2 separate regions of the Mus musculus genome follow, and region 1 is linked to region 2. A link is a contact called in public Hi-C data. All regions are on one chromosome and are shown on one strand. The core of a region is the stretch at or near the end of the contact, and the rest is flanking DNA. Distances in the headings are between cores, read along the strand shown. Region 1 overlaps 2400006E01Rik (RIKEN cDNA 2400006E01 gene). Region 2 has its middle 22 kb from the start of Gm40038.

Region 1 (2,700 bases), core at 123-2,622, 310 kb after region 2:
GAGAGGCAAACTGTAAAGAAGCAAAAACAGACAGCTGAAGCAGCATAGACACATGTCTGAAGGTATGGAGAAATTAAATAGTGGGCCAGTGAGATGATTCTGTGGATATCAGCAGTTGCTGCCCAGTGATACATGCGTGACAACCTGAGTTTGATCCCTGGGATCCGTGTGAAAGTGGAAGAGAAGAGCTGATTCCATAAAGTGGTCCTCTCCCCTCCACACACACACCACTGCACACACCCACACACACACACCATGGCATATGCATCACACACACACCATAGCACATGTACCACATACACAATATGGCACACATACACACACACACACACACACACACACATTCAAACACACACTCTGGCACATGCACCCACACACACACCATGACACACACCCACACACAACATGGCACACATACTCACATACACACCATGGCACATGCACTCACACATACATAATATTCACAAAAAACGCATAATAAAATGAAACAAGTAAAAGAACAGTCTTAAAGCAATTTCATTCTGCACTGGGGCTCTAGGTCAGTGGCAGGCACATACCCAGCATATGTAAGGCCCTGAATTTCATCTCCAGCACAGAGGAAAGCAGGAGACTAATTTTTTAGGTAAGAGGTTATGGTAATTATGTCTTTTAAGAGGAGGCCTTATCCTTTCAACATAACACTGAACCACGTACCAGTAAAGCAACACACTGTCTAAGATTTCTTCAAAAAACCAAGCATTATAAACAGAGATATAGAAAAGGAAAAAAACTCAACTCAGACTCATTGGGAAATTTACACTTTTATGACACTTGTACATGTTTTTTAAATTCCATAATCGTTTTAATACATAAAAGCCACCATGAGAAAGGAAATATCAGCTCCAAATCAAAAGGAGAGAGAACACAGAAGGCTCGGGAGAAACAGAACATAGCAGGAGTCTAGTGAGAGCAATGAGGGAAAGAGACGAACTGTCATCTGTATGTGAAAGCTTTCTGAACTCAGCAAGTTTGTGCAGACTACTGAAATGTAGCCTCCACTAAGAGCCTTTGGTGGCCAAGGATGACCTTGACTCGCCCCTGAGAGGCTGGGGAGTCTGTCATGCTTGAGGTGTGCCTCCTAAGGAGCTGGAGTTATATTGGGAGTTGGGACATCTTTTGACTGGGCAGCTTTGACAGCTGGCTAGGTTAGCAGTTTAGTTTGCTGCCACAGAAGAAAGCGGGGCCAACTGGGCCACAGGAGGAAGTAACCTGAGTCCTTAACTCCAACCTGGGAGTTGAGTTGTAACTTGCCCACTGTTGCCATGGCTGTGTGGGGACAGAGGAATGCTCTATAGCCTACAGGGCAGCCTGGGGACTCCAGTCCAGGAGAAACCAGTCTTTCACAAACTTGCGAAATACTATTTGGCAAGGCCTATAAGGGTGACTTGTAGCCTAGTTGAATGGAAATATGTGTCAGAAAAGGTGGGAACAGGGCAGAGAAGAAATGCCAGCAAGATGGCCCTGGCTTGTCACTGTTTCAGAAGGGGGAGGAATCACAGAGAAAGAAAAGCTTCCTTTCCCCCCACCTCTCAGCTTTGTGAATTTTAAGTTTTTAGTTGTCTCATTTGTTTTCTGATATTTTTCCTTTCCCTTTGTGAGTGTGTGTGTGCGTGTGTGTGTGTGTGTGTATGCGAGAGTGCACGCTCACGGATGTGGAAAACATAAGACAACCTCCAGTGTCCTCAGGAGTACCCACCCTGTTTTTTGAGACAAGGCCTCTCCCTGGTCTGGAACTCACCACTTAGGCTAGGGCTGGCTGGCTGTCCAGCAACCCCCAGGGACTGCCTGTCTGCCTCCCCAGTTGCTTGGCTAACAAGTGCGATGCCACCACATCCTGCTTTTCATTATATGGGCTCTGGGGATCGAACTTAGGTCCCCCGGCTTGTGAGCACTTTGCTGAGCCCCAGCTGCCTCCCCAGATCCCTGCTCTTTATTTCTCTCTCTTTTTTTTCAAAGCATAACCCTGCTAACTACCACCCTCTAAGCGTAACATTAACTCCCACGCTTCTCCCTGGATACGGAGCTCGCTCCTTTCTCATCTCCATGCCTCTTCCTCCTACCTTTTTGTCAAATCTCGTTCTTAAGAAAAACAGCCTCTCTCCCATTTCCCTCTGGATCTCAGTCTTTTCATGTCCTCTGAGCCTCTGAGGCTAGGTGGCTTCTTCTTGGTTCTGACCTCTGGAGTACGCAACCTTATTGAGAGGAGAGCAAGAAGCTTTCAGAGTGAGATCGCACTGTGTCACCACCCCCCCAAACCCAACCCCAACACACACACACACACACACACACACACACACACACACCGGTTAACTGTTTTACTGGGTGAGGTTCATATCTCTCTTTAGCTTCAAGGAGCTGTTACTAGGATCTTTCAGCATCCTGCTAGGAAAAAGCTGTCAGGGCTTTGCGGGACCACTTGCCCCTTCCTTCCCAACTAGATTCTGTTATTGTCTAAGGAGGATCTGGTTAAAGAGGAGAAGACGGAAATCAGAGCAAGAAGTAGAACGAGACAGGAAGTGACCCATGTTACCCGCTGAAACCTTGCTTAGGGACAGTTGGAGCTCACTTTTTCCCTGGGGAACTGATATCCAAGGCAGGCTCTGAGGACTGCAGAGCCAGAACGCTTCTAAAGCAGGAGCAGAAGAAAGGGGGTGGGGTGGG
Region 2 (2,700 bases), core at 86-2,585:
TCAAGCTTTGGGTTTGGAGGAGAGACCTGGCATGTATCAATGCTATTATTTGAAGGTCACCTTGGTGGCTCATCTATGGAACTGGTTTCTCACAAGACTATTTAAAGCACGTGTGAACCACTTGGAGAACACACTGAAAATTCCAAACAACTGTTGAAAGTGATCACGGGAGAGGTGGATCAATTTACAGCTAGGGCTGCTTATTCCTGATTTGTTCCATGGTAGCCAGGCAGGAAGATGGGATCTCACACAGGGCAGAAGGCGGCCACCGAGGAGGAAAAACACCCAGCCCCTTTCACTTTAACAATGTTGCCAGGAATTGCCAAACCCAGAAGGACAAATGGCAACATGTGGCTGTCAGCAGAAGTGTGGGGGTGGAACAGCCTCATTCAGATGAGTCATCAGATCTGTCCTATCTTGTCCAGGAGCTCCACCTGCAAATGATGGGGGGGGTGACATTGTGGAGAGGCGAAAACAGCAGGCCAAAGAGTTGGTCTTTCTTTTAGGAACAGGCGGCCCCTGGGCCACTCTGGGGTTTGTTCACTTGGAAGGTTCTCAGACTTTGGCGGTGTCAAACTGAAGGGAAAGGTGTGTTTACAAGGCCTTTCTAAAGCCTCATCCACAGAAAGGGAGAGTCAGTGGGTTCCTGGGATAGCCCTAGAATCTTCAAGCTCTGTGGCCGCTTCCAAAGTCTCTGCTTTGAAGACTCCATGTGGAGAAGGACAGCTCAGGGGAGGACACGCTGGGTAGAAAGAAATCCCTGGGGAAGGCAGCTGCCCTTCTCACTGGCCTTTCCCACAAAAGGCAGAGAAAAAACACAAAGGAGAAAACCACTTTTGCTTTCTTTTGTGCGGAAATATGGCCTACTAGCCTGTGTTATTGTTTCTCTGTCACTGTGTGGGGAGACTTCATTATTCCATTTGATGCAAGAGGAGCTGGTGAGAGGGTGGTTTCTTTCAGGGTACTGTGCGGTTTGGTGTAAGCATGAGTTACTGGCCAGCGTTACAGAGGTCCCTCAATTTGCTCCCTACCATCTGGGTATTGCTAAACACATCTGTTCCTTCTCCTGAAGGATGCTCCAGGGTTGCCACACGATTTAAACTGTGCAGAGAGACAGGCTCCATTTGTCCACATCTCCGGTTTACAGAGATGGCTCTGAAGAGCCTAGCTTGCCATTACTGGCATTCATTCAGAGCCTGGGGTTTTTAACTCTGAATTTTGATTTGGGCATTTGCCTGGGGTGTTAGTCTGCCAGGCCCTTCCCGGTCTGTTCTCTGCTGTTTTACTCCTAAAGATTTACAGCTAATGAAGGGATAAAGAAAGGTCATGGGGGAGAGGCTGCGGCATGTGGTGGTGACTCACTGGCTGGGTCTGGTGTGGAGCCAGTTTGGGTGGAATGCTTCAGGCTGTGCCTGCTTCCATGTGGCTCTCAGCCAGGTCCCTGCAGGAACTGGTTTCTTGCCTGTTCCTGGTCAGTGAGAAAGCTTGGCTGTTCTACCTGTCTCCTGCTGGGAGGAGCTCAGGTCAAAGCAATGAAACCTGTTGGCCATTTCTCAAAGAATCCAACAGTTGAGCTCTGGGAATCTCAGGAGTCAATGCATAGGCTAGTCTTGAGAGGGCTCAGGCTTAGAGACCAACCACAGTCACCATAGCTCACAGGGCACAGTAGCACAAGAGCTGAAGGGATCCAGGTGGGCAGCTAGGACCAGGCTCAGTCTCTGAGTCTTGGCACTGCTGATGTTTCAGGCTAGATGATCCTTTTCTCGTAAGGGGCTGTGTTGTACATCACAGGAAGCCAACAGCATGCCTGACCTCTTGCCCATTAGAGCATGGGAATCCCCTACCCCACCAACGTAACTAGGAAAATCACCTCTGACTGAGAACTACTGTGGTATGGCAGTTCCAGGCCCATGACTGGCTAAGGTTGGGAAGATCCATACACTGTGAAAATCTCCTGGGCACTAACCATGTGAAAAGCTCTCTGCTTGCATCCAGTGCCTCATTTATAAGCTACATTATATGTACATTATGCATTACAATGTATACTGTATATATTTTAACTATTGTATATATTATACACTATACTTTATAATGTATTACATTACAGCTGTGACATGAGGAAATCCCTTTTGCCCCATTGTAGGGATAAGAGGCCAGATGTTTGTTCACAAAGATAACTTGGAGCTTAAGGCCAAGCAGAAGTTGCCCATTCCTTTCTTGTTGCCTTCCATAATGGAGCTATCAGCAAGAAATATGGGTGAAAATTCAAGGTGCAAGACCCAAGCTGTTATTGTGGCTCAGAGATGCTGCCAGCTGAGTTGAATCCATTTCAGGGCTAGGTTCAAGCAAATAGCTTTAAACCCTGTGGGGACATTGAGGGACATAGACAAACTGCAAAGCAAGTAGAGGATCCAGCCAGATGTTCTGTGGCGGAGGAGAGGAGCCTGAGTTCCAGCTAGATGGTTCAAATAGAGAGCCTCTGTTAGGAGGTTGTCACAGGCAAGTCTTCATCCCTGCCCTTGATAGTTCCACCTGTGACCCCTGTCTTGTGACACTGGATAATTACTCAAGTCTGCCTTTTTTCAGTTCAAATATCACTCACCCAACCTCCATTTTCACTGTCAGGATCAAGGCTTCCTTTGCTGCTGGGGGTCTGGGAGCAAGTCTGGGCTGTGGGAAGGGCCAAGGAATGGCTGCATT

What was found. Hi-C and Micro-C count contacts between places; a contact is called where the count stands out from the background.
Region 1: a Hi-C map of 3T3-L1-derived adipocytes shows a contact between it and region 2, with 2.8 times the contacts expected there. The contact joins two enhancer-like sites. A contact is called at or near these places in 1 of 15 datasets of contacts at CTCF or cohesin (the NIH/3T3 cell line), 1 of 484 Hi-C or Micro-C datasets (3T3-L1-derived adipocytes) and 4 of 115 datasets of contacts at active chromatin or transcription factors (embryonic stem cells, fibro-adipogenic progenitors and stem cell-derived neural progenitor cells).

The regions. Positions count from the first base shown.
Region 1 is chr3:41,508,344-41,511,043 of GRCm38.p6, forward strand. The region is part of intron 4 of 2400006E01Rik (RIKEN cDNA 2400006E01 gene); the gene reads right to left. Among named protein-coding and RNA genes, the nearest start is that of Platr4, 16 kb to the left of the region's middle. Within about 2 kb of position 1,373, at least 63 of the 459 cell types and tissues checked have an H3K27ac peak or open chromatin away from gene starts, as enhancers often do. A contact at or near this core is called in 3T3-L1-derived adipocytes, where this site is marked.
Region 2 is chr3:41,194,161-41,196,860 of GRCm38.p6, forward strand. No RefSeq gene overlaps it. Among named protein-coding and RNA genes, the nearest start is that of Gm40038, 22 kb to the left of the region's middle. Within about 2 kb of position 1,336, at least 162 of the 459 cell types and tissues checked have an H3K27ac peak or open chromatin away from gene starts, as enhancers often do. A contact at or near this core is called in 3T3-L1-derived adipocytes, where this site is marked.